Linked DNA regions of Mus musculus: all the other regions are linked to region 1. Evidence: chromatin contacts called from public Hi-C and promoter capture Hi-C data. All regions are on one chromosome and are shown on one strand. Each heading gives the region's core, a stretch centred on a gene start, on an enhancer-like site or on the middle of the called end of the contact. The rest is flanking DNA. Distances are from core to core; before and after follow the strand shown. Region 1 holds the start of Cip2a (cell proliferation regulating inhibitor of protein phosphatase 2A). Region 2 holds the start of Pcnp (PEST proteolytic signal containing nuclear protein). Region 3 holds the start of Tfg (Trk-fused gene).

What was found. Promoter capture Hi-C pulls out the DNA fragments that hold promoters and counts their contacts. A called contact is a pair of places that touch in the nucleus more often than the background predicts.
Region 2: a promoter capture Hi-C map of pre-B cells shows a contact between it and region 1. The contact joins the promoter of Pcnp here to the promoter of Cip2a in region 1. A contact is called at or near these places in 3 of 39 promoter capture datasets (cranial neural crest, frontonasal cranial neural crest and pre-B cells).
Region 3: a contact with region 1 is called in a Hi-C map of pre-B cells, with 13 times the contacts expected there. The contact joins the promoter of Tfg here to the promoter of Cip2a in region 1. A contact is called at or near these places in 1 of 39 promoter capture datasets (pre-B cells) and 2 of 484 Hi-C or Micro-C datasets (CD4 T cells and pre-B cells).

The regions. Positions count from the first base shown.
Region 1 is chr16:48,991,817-48,995,460 of GRCm38.p6, forward strand. Cip2a (cell proliferation regulating inhibitor of protein phosphatase 2A) reads left to right here and starts at 2,372. Exons shown (of 21, transcript NM_172616.2): 1 at 2,372-2,563. The coding sequence starts at 2,462. Dzip3 (DAZ interacting protein 3, zinc finger) reads right to left here and starts at 2,326. Exons shown (of 32, transcript NM_001110017.2): 1 at 1,974-2,326.
Region 2 is chr16:56,027,895-56,031,291 of GRCm38.p6, forward strand. Pcnp (PEST proteolytic signal containing nuclear protein) reads right to left here and starts at 1,823. Exons shown (of 5, transcript NM_001024622.2): 1 at 1,709-1,823. The coding sequence starts at 1,772.
Region 3 is chr16:56,715,730-56,719,333 of GRCm38.p6, forward strand. It overlaps Tfg (Trk-fused gene), which reads right to left and starts at 1,721. Exons shown (of 8, transcript NM_019678.3): 1 at 1,456-1,721.

The DNA.
Region 1 (3,644 bases), core at 1,122-3,621:
TGGCCTCGAACTCAGAAATTCGCCTGCCTCTGCCTCCCGAGTGCTGGGATTAAAGGCGTGCGCCACCAAGCCTGGCTTTAAACAAGAAATTTTTATGAGCCATGCAAAGGACCTTACACTATTCAAAGAAGCAGGCCTTCAAACAGTTATTAAAAATGATTATTATACTCTGACATCTCATGTCTTTATCTAGGAACTGAATTAAAAATGTGTATTAATTGTGTGAAACAAAAGGTCAAGGCAAGACAGAGGGAAACTATTCAAATTATCAAGACCTCTACTTTTAACACAGTTATGAATTCTGTAAAATGGAAAGAAAAGTCTTAAGTACATTTCAAAAGTGAAAGGTGAATTTTATGGATTGACCAATAACAATTTTATGGACTGACCAATAACGATAGCTAAATTTTAGAACTTGATGGTTGGTAAAGGAAACAGAATAGTCATGTACCTCTTATTAATAGGTATTAATTAATAGGTATTCTAGATATGTGTCACTGAGTTATTTCACTGTTGCACAAACATGGTAAAAGACCACCAATACACATTTATAAGGCATGGCCTAAATATGATAAGAGATTTGGTAAACAACAGCTGTATGAAGATACTTCTGGTTTTACATGGCATATACTATTAAGCTTGTGTTTTGACTATGAATACAAGTGGTAATGATAAAAGTATGGATCAGTAAACAAATGAATCATTAGTAGTTTATTTGTGCCATCCATAACAGTATGTGCTATACTTTCATATGCTGCTGCTGTGTAGTTATGACACTGTGGCAAGTAAGATGTCACTAGGTCACAGGAAGAGATCATTCATTCAGCTTTCAGTTTAGTATGATCTAACTGGATCAGCATCACACACGCATCAGTGATCAAAGCATCATTTTGGGGATATGCCTGTTATGTCAATGGAAGAGATCATTTTTTTTTTTCTTTCTAGCACTTTGGCTTTGTAATAAAGGCTACTATTTCTGAAGCTCAATAAGAATTTACTGAATAAACTATCGTGTAAAATAGTCTACTCTTAGGTTTCACTTCATGAAAAGCCTAAAGCAGTAAAATGCAGAGACACAAAGAGAAAGGTGCAAAAATACTTGTCAGCAAACTGGCTGCTCTTCGTTTTAGTGATGACGCATTCCTCGTTTATGTAGTGAATTCCAACAGTACTTTCCTATTTGGACTATTATTAGATGGTTGCTTCTCCGCAGGCACCACGTCCTCATCTTTGTTCTGAGTGACAGTCAATCCCTAGCCCCGTTATACATGTTTGTTTAAAATGGAATGAATGAATGCATGAATGAATGCACTAGCTACAAACTCTCATGTGACTATCTCAACGGCACAATCTTTTTCCAGCCATCAGTTAGCTTTACTTTTATTTTCTTTTAATATGAACATAAATGACGTCTTTAAAAGGTACCAATACAAACGAGAAAAAAACAAAAAACAAAAAGGAACGTTCCCTGAATTCCCACAATTTCAGAAGAACTTAGTCAAATGGGCATTTACTCGATCCCACAACCTAGCTTAAGCTCCTGAACCAGTTGCTGACTCACTTCGTTATTAGATCCGTGCACATCATTACCTCCGATTAAAATAATAATAATAATAAAATTCTCAACGGTGCCTTTCTTTCTTTTTTTTTTTTTTTTTTTTTTTTTTTGACGCCACAGAAATGTGCAAAATAATCACGCCAGACAAGAACAGGCCCCTCAGCCTACAGACATCAAAGCTGACAAGAACGCGTCCGGGAGCGACTCCGGGATGCTCTCTCTCTATGGGGGGTTCTGACAAATCCTACCGTAAAGTTCCGGCTGCCTCATCACGGAACCCCGACCGCCACAGGTCTTAGCCTGCGCGAGTCGCCTGCGGCCACCAGGGACCAGGGCCGCAGAACCTGAGGCCCCTCTCCCGCCGCCTCCAAACCTACGCCCCCACCCCCAGCTTCGGCGGCTCCGAGTTCCTCACCGTGTCTAGACTAGGGGGGAGCGGCCGTGTCTCGGGCAGAGGCTGAGGCACGCACGGAAAGCCGAGCCCGCCGCGCCCAGGCCGAGGAAGGCCCGGGGACCGAGCCCGCGCGGCACGGAGACCCCCGTTCGCCCCAGAAGCCCTCCACAGAATGAGCCCGCACGAGCTCGTCTCGCGAGATTCCCGCGTGTTCGCGGACCTCCAGCCGAAACCTCGCGGCCTCTCCGCCAAAGGGGGACTGCGGCGGGGGTGGGAGGGGATGGCTCCCTGCCACCTTCCCGCAACCCCAGCGCCTGGAACCCAGGCCCACCCTGCCAATCACCGACTGCAGTCCCACCCGCTGCTCCCAGACTTCCGGAGTCCGACCGGAACAGGAAGCTGCCAGGCGCAAGAGGGGTGGGGCTTAAAAAAAATCAAAAAATGCGCGGCGACCGCTGAAGACAGAGGGTGGCTGGTGTCGGTGGTCGCTGACAGGCCGGCTCGTCGGCATGGATTCCACCGCCTGCTTGAAGTCCCTGCTCCTGAGCATCAGTCAGTACAAGGCCGTTAAGTCGGAGGCGAACGCCACTCAGCTGCTGAGGCACTTGGAGGTAAGGAGGTTCGGGGTGCGAGTGGGTGTCCCCTCCTTCGGTCCCCTCCTGTTTTCTTGTGGGGCCGGAAGATGGAGGTCTCGCCCTGGGCAGACCTGCAGCTGCTTCGCTGTCCTTGCACTGGCGACAGCGACTGGGTGTGCGCAACGAGTGGGTGCCAGGAGGGGATTGTGTACGGACCCAAACCAGGAGGCTTTGGGGTGTATGCGAGCGCAGTGTGTGTGTGTGTGTGTGTGTGTGTGTGTGTGTGTGTGTGTACGGACCCAAACCAGGAGGCTTTGGGGTGTATGCGAGCGCACTGTGTGTGTGTGTGTGTGTGTGTGTGTGTGTTCCGGATCTTTTTTTAAGGTGCTGTATTAGTCAGGGTTCTCTAGAGTCACAGAACTTATGGAGTATCCCTTTATATTAAGTGGATTTATTGTAAGGACTTAAAGTTTCGCTCCTACTAACCCAACAAGTGGGGAAGCTAGCTGTGACTGGGAAGTCCAGGAATCTAGTAGTTGCTCACTCCCTCAACACTAGTTGTTTTCGCTGGTCATCTGTGTAAGCGGGAATCCTGAAGAAGTAGGTTCCAACTGGAAAGTCAGTGTAAGCAGGCAAAGAAGAGTGAGAATTCCCTCTTCCATTGTCCTTATGTAGTCCTCCAGTAGGAGGTAGAGCCCAGATTAAAGGTATGAATCACCACACCTGGATTTGGAACTTGCAATCCCAGCTGGCCTTGAACTCAGGAGACTTGTCTCATTCCCCTGGGATTAAAGGTATGTACTACCTTGCCTGGGCCTACGCTTTTCATGGCCACTATGCCTCGAGATCTGGATCAAAAGCACATCGCCCCATGTCTGAAGCCTGTGTCTTCCAGCCTCAAGATCTGGGCAGATGTGCCCTCCATTTCTGGATTTAGTTCATTCCAGATGTAGCCTTAGTTGACAACTGGAATAGATATCACAAGTGCCTATTTTCTATGTCTGTTTTGTTTTCTTTGTTGAATATTGAGTGGCTTCATTCACCGAAGATAATCAGGGCAATTCATTCAGGTTGTATGTATAAACAGGACTCCTTTTTTTATGTGTAAGTATTTATG
Region 2 (3,397 bases), core at 573-3,072, 7.0 Mb after region 1:
AAGTTTCTACTTAAGTTAAAGAGCTACACAGGGGATCGTCTCCCTACTAAAATAGAGCACGGTCGTGAGGCCCAACCCTAGCATAAATGGGGCCTTGGGTTCAACCTCCAGGATCAATAACGAGGTTGAATGAGTAGGGAAACTACTCGTATTTCCAACACCGTGGGCTGTCTCACAGAAGAAAGGTTGCCAAGTCTAGACAAAGTTTTCCAAGAGAGCTGAACACTTGCCTGAAGCTTATCAATTCAATCCTACCTATGGGCGAAATGTTTCAGTTAAGAAACTCTGCATGACCCCTGTATGTCTGATATTAAAGTGAGCTTTACGAAATCAGGCAAATTATGAAGAAAAGGGCTGCTATTTTAAGTTACCAACATAAAATAATCAATGTAACCCCAACACTGTTAAGATGGAAATATTATTCACAGGACAGAATGTCCCTCAACTGAAAGGGTGGCAAGTACACTGCATACATACACACGAATTTCTTTAGACGTTTAAGGTACATTTTAGCAGTACCTTAAAACGATGTTCTCAGTCAAGGCAAAAGGACCTTAAGTTCAAGGCCACCCCAAGATACTTTAGGCTATAGTTTTTCCTCAAACTACTTTTAACATATAGAAGGTCTAAAGTAAGAACTAAAATCATTAGCTATTTTACTAGTTTATTTTTAAAAAAAAACAAAATGAGGAAGAGACCTGAGAAAGTGGCCGTGGCTTGTAATTCCAGTACTCAGGAAGCCAGAGCTAAATGAGCTCCTAGCTCAAACCGGGGGTGGGGTGGGGGCGGGGGTGTTCGGCAATTAACAAACTTGGTAGACCCTACTTTTGGCCTTTATGCGATACTGAACCTATATGTTCTCACATTTAAGTATTTCAAGGATAAGCCCGAAGAAAGCCAGAACAGTGAAAGGCTAAAACATTCTAAGCATGTGCTAATTATCCTTCCGACAAAAGGGCGTAGGGGAAAAGAGACTACGCATTTCTTTTCCTTTATGTACACCATCAAAAATTACGGGGGTAGGAGGAACGAAAAGATAGCTATAATCTGAGTTTAATTTCGCGACAAATTACAGGAAGATCACACCTTCCTACCACGCCAACGAAATATCTGACATAGACTCCGCTGCTGGCAGCCTAAGAAAGATACCGGAAAGAAAGCGAATCAAACCCTAATTTCAAGCGTTTGCTGCTTGAGCCAGATTCCCCTCTCCCCTGCATCGCCTCGACTTATGCCATCGCAGGGTTTATAAATGTTATGTCTGAAAATACAGCAGAGAGTGGGCTGGGGTCTTCCACCTCCGCAGCGAAAAAGAGAGCATCAACCCTCGTTACGTGTAACCGAGAGGCCGGCGACCTCGGAAAGCCGGCATGCGGCCAGTGCCCGCGGCGGCTCGGCGCTCGTGCGGCGGCCTGAGTGCGCAGCGGGCCCTGAGCTCTCTGCTGTTCGGACTCCCGGGCCAAGCTCCCACCTCCCTTCGCACCGCCCGGTGGTAACCGGCGGCCTCTCTGATTAGGCGACGCGGACCTCGATCTCCCCCGCGGGCCACACCGGGCGTGCCCGGCACTCATCAGGGCCCAGCCCCTGGCCGGGCGAGCGCCAGCTCCGCCGGCTCCTGCGATGCCGGAAAGCCCCCCAACCCGCCCTGGGAACCCCAAAGAAAGGCCGGAGTAGCCCCCGTAGCCCGCGACGCTGGGGTTGTGTTCACCTCCGGCGGCTCCGGCTCGCTGCGGCTTCTCTGGCTTCTCCTCTCCCGCCTTCCCGTCCGCCATCTTCCTCGCCGCGGCCTCCCCCTGCAGCCCGGGCAAGAACGTCACGGCCCCGCCCAGCAACCACAAAGCTTCGGGCGGGCCAGCGAGGCCGCAGCCTAGAGAGGACCTGGAACCCGAGACGGGGACGGATGTGACGTCGTTGGCTGGAACGAGGTGTGTGGTGACGGCTATGGAGGACTGGGCGGTGGGATGGCACGTCCGGGTTAGTACGGACTCACCGATCGTGGAACGGTGGGTTCAATCCTAGGTGCTTCCACGCTCAGCGGTGGTCGCGGCTGGTCCTTCATTTTACGGGATAGGGCTGTGTTCTTACAGAGAAACGTCAGCAGTTAACGGACGCTGTCTTAGTGTTGACACCGTCCAGTGCGGTCCGGTGTGCAATTATCGTTTCCATTTGTGCAATGACACCGAAAAGAGACTTATGGAAGATCACGTCGTAGAGCCTTACGGAAATTGGGGCGGAAGAAATTTCCGCGGCTTTTGCATTCGTGAAAAATTCAGCGTGAGAGTTGTAGCAAGCAAGCAAACATTAAAAGCAGAAATAGGTATACGTGGAGGTCAAGGGCGCTTCCTGCTGTTTCAGAGGACAGTTCAATTCCCAGTTGGGTGGTCTACAGTTAACTGATAACTCCAGTTCCAGAAATCCGACTACTAAGAGTTCACACTCACTTGCATATATTCAAACACCTGTTTAAAAAAAAATACATAAAAAACAAACAAAATCCCCGGCTACACTCCGAAGGGCAGGAGCTGTCTTTCTTACGGAGAAGGGTAGTTTGCTCTACTGCAGTTTGGAGATGTCGGCTTTGTATCTACCCTATTCCACTCATCCCTTCTCTAATAACGTTTAAAATACGCCCCAGCCCAGCTTCAACGTTCGGAATTGCTTTGAATTAGAAGTTATTCACTTCTTGGTGTTTTTCAAGGAGTTTTCTTTACTCCTATAAAACTGTCTGGAGTAAAACTGTCTGCTGGTTAAATCGCCCTATTCTTTCAAGGTAAAAGTATCCGACAGAGTTTTATCATAAAAGCTAGTGCCAGTCTTGTCTCTTAACCTTCATGGACACAATGAACAGCACAAGAGTTGTCTTGTAGCGTTCCCTGCCTCTGTGCTAGCACCAGCACTTGTCTTATACTCAACAGTAAAATACAGGACTCGTCTCTTCCAGATTGGAAACACCTGTTAAGTCCTGCCTCTCCTAGAAACCTTTAGTAGATTCATTTAGTGTCAATGAAATCCATGCATCAAGTATGCTACAGCCTCATCTGTTTCTTACTTCTTTTTCTCTATACTCATTCCTCTGCCCAAATTTGGTCAATTCCTAGCCTGTAATATACACCCAGTATTAGAGAATATAGTTCATTCTGTCCTCCAAGCAACATTGAGTGTTGCTGTCCACAGACCTGCTTTTACTTCTCCATAAAATATCAGTGGACTGTTGGTTGTACCTCAGTTGGCCAAGTGATTGCCTAACGTGCAAAACCCATGGTGGGTTTCATCTCCAACACTGCATAATGAAGTGGTGGCACATATGTCTAATTCCAGTACTTGGGAAGTGGAGATAGGATCAGCCTGGGGTATGGGAGACCCTGTATCCAAATAAATGCTAGTACCCCTTCAACAG
Region 3 (3,604 bases), core at 471-2,970, 7.7 Mb after region 1:
TTTCATTTCTAGTTTCCTCCCTGCAGTCTTAGCTAAAAGTTGTCCATTTGTGTAGCAATGTCAGGCACCACCGTTATTTCCTGTCCCAAGAGAAAACCTCGTCCACACAGCTGTCAACTCTGGTCCTGCCTTTCTCTAAGCAGGTAGAGATTAACATGAATGAGTTCCTAGAACTACTGTTAAGATCACTATGCATTTTCTGATGCATCTCGTTGCTGTCTTACTACTTCCTAAGTCCAGAAGTGACTCAACCTGGAACTTAACCTTCATCCAAGAAATTCCTGGTAACTGGGATACACTGATGTGTCCAAGGACATAGCCCCTGCACTAGGATACCTCAGCCTCAGGCACCTGTTGCTTAACCTGAGAAGAGGCCCTCTTTCAGAAGCTTCTAAAACGCCCACCCTCTAAACAAGTTTCTTTTTCCCTTCTTTCTTTTCTTGTCCCCGCCTCCCCAAGACAGGATTTCTCTGGGTAGCCTTGGCTGTTCTGTAGACCAGGCTGGCCCCGAACTCAGAAATCCACCTGCCTCTGACTCCTGAGTGCACCACCACCAACTGGCTCCTTTTTCTTCTCTATTTTTTCTTTCTCTCTTTTCTTTTCTTTCTTTAAAGAACCTTGATTATTCTAAAACTGTAAGTGGGTCTCAAAATCTGTATGACACGCAGTGTATATGGCAAGAATGTAACCATTTTCACTGGTAGCTATGTGAGCTCAAGTTCTTCTCTGCGGCGTACTTTCTGCACATGCGAAGGGAGCCTAACAAGCTACTTTGGTAGAATCTTTGAGATTACCTATCTACAATTCTCCCTACCGTGCCCAGAGACGGCAACTTAACAAAAGTTGGCAACTGTAATCAGTAAAACTGGGTAGGGCCCCAAGAGGACACTAAGCACGGGAGTGTACGACCGAATGGGGCTCCTTTCTGTGTCCTCAATCTACCGATTAACTCCAGGTCTACGCTCCAACGTCCAAGCCACTCCCGGGGATCAGGCACAAACGCTTTGGGCTTTCTCAAGCCCCCTTTCTATGTCTTCCATGATTCACCCTCCACCTTCCAAGTTGCTCTAGAGGGTGAAGCACCGAGCAAACGCCCCAGGCTTCTTCGATCCCTGGTTCTCGACCTCCGTAAGAGGTACCCCCAGGCTCCCCTCTACTCTCTGGGGCCGGAGGGAACAGGACTTGGGGTATCAGCGGGGCCAAACGCCCTCCAGGTCAGGCCGGGCCGGGCGCCCTCTCCTCCCCCTCCCTCCCTCCCTCCCAGCCGCCCCTCCCCCATGCCGGGCCGCTCGTCCGCCTCACCCGGGCCCTGCGCCCTCCCTCCCAGCCCCTTCCCACGGTCCCCAGCCCCACCCTCCCACCCGGCGCTGGGAGGTTCCAGAAGCCCTGCGGCCCTCCCGGTTCCCCCGACCTCCTCCTTGAGTCGCCACGCGCGCCTCACTCCGGCGGACATACCCCGCTTGCCGAGGCCGTCCACCTCAGCTGACCCGGCCGCTGCGGGCTCACTCGGTGTCGCAGAGGAGGCTTCCAAACCCCGTCCGCTCCGCCGCCGTCCGCCGAGCCTCGCCGAGCTGCAGGCTGCGCAGAGCTGGCCAATCGCACGCACCCGACGAGCCTAGCGACAGCCACGGTCCCGTACGTGGCAGGTGGGAAGCGCAGGGGCGGGAGCGAAGGGGAGAAAAAAAAAAACTGCCCTGGCGCCCCGCCTCCAGGCGCACAAGCCAGTCAGGACGCATGCGCAGTGGGTGAGGGGCGGGGCGGGCGAAGACCCCGCTGCGTCGGGTGAGCGGCCCGGCTTCCTCACTGGATGACCGAGTGTAGGAAGTGCGAGCCGAGGCGGACACGCATGCGCAGGGAATTACCAGCACTTCCGGTTTTCCGGGCAGCCAGTCTTTCCTAAGTCTGGCTGCTGGGTGGGCGGGGCGTAGTCTGCAGGGCTGGGTTTGCTACGAGAGCCTGGGGGAAGTGGGGCATCTGTCCAGAAAGGTTTGGGTCTTGTTGCTTTGTGGCTGTCGTGACTACGCGCTAGTCTGTCACATCTCGGAAAAAACGAACCCCTTTTCCGCCTTCTTTCTACACGTTCATTCATTCATTCATTCAGGATTGAGTGCCTACGCTTTGCCGAAAGAGTGCTAGGATGAGTCAGTTCCCCAGCTAAGCTCTACCCAAACATTTAGGAAGATCCGAGTTTAGAGGGCACACCCACCGGTGCAAAAGACAAACTTGGATAGTAAAAACCGAGGCTTCAAGAAGGCTTTTATAGGATAGAGATTTGACCATACCCTACACTCGCCTAAATTCAGTTTTCTTTTTGCTTTGGATGTGTTTAAATGGATGGAACTTGAGAATTATCATCCTGAGTGAGGTGACTCAGTCACAAAGGAGCAAACACGGCTTGGACTCACCCTTGAAAAGACTGCTTACACATTGGTCCCTGACTAGTGTCTGAGCAACTAGAATTCAACAATGCTTCCACTGTTCTTTATTAAGAGCCATCCCTTGTGTCTAAAGTGTTTGAATAAATGTATTTTACGCTGAACACATTTCAATCTGCTTGCAATCTGGGTGCCAGGAATCTTAGTACACAGCAACCAGTGGGTCCCGTAATCTCCTTTAACAAGAAGAAGAAGAAAAATAAATAAATAAAGCAAAGTGGAGTGGTATAATCTAACACTACAATCTAAGTCTTACAAGTAACTTCTGGCAGACTATTCACATGGTTTAGGGACTTGTTGCTGGAAGAAATTAAGTGTGTCCAGGAAGAAAGCTTAGATGTGTGCTCTGGTCTCATACAGACTTCTTTCTTTATAATTTGTTCTTTTGCTATGTTCCTTTATGTTCTTTTCTATAATACCGTATGTCCTAGACATGGATACAGTTCCCTATAGTATCTGTGCAAAAACCATACAATGCCTATAGATGTAATTTGAGCATACTTTTTATTAAAAAAATCTACATCTAGAAACACAGAGATCTCATTACCAGAATAATCTGGAAAGAAGAGGTTGTAGATTTTGTAGCAGTGCTCAGAAAGGACTTTAGTACTGTTGCTTGTCTGCTTTCAGGACAATATATTCATTCACTACTTAACTGGGGTACTATTTTGTTAATAATTTCAGCTTACCTTCATAGTCACAAATTTTAGTGGTGGCCTGAAATTCAGAGTTTTCCTTGTCTTGCTTATTCCTTTATAATGTCTTGTGATCTTATCTCAAATCACATGACTTGTAACTGTCATCTAAACTCCCAGTCTAGAACACATCCCTTCTCTATTGCTGTCTAGTGAGTACCGGGTGGTTGGGGGTAGGGGGTTTCATCTTCATTTATTATCACCAAGGTCCAGAAAGTCTCAGTTATAATATTATGGTTTCATGGCAAACAAAGTCCAAAGTCCAACAAATTGTAAGATCATACCTCTGCATGTAGCAAAGTTCCACTGGGGAAACTATACAGATAGATAGGAACTGTACCAAACTATACAGATAGGAACTGTACCAGAGGCCCCTGGGAACAGCTTGTAAGAGATAAGCATTGGATCATGTCACTCTGCCCTACTTGCCTCTACTGCACACACACACACACACACACACACACACACACACAC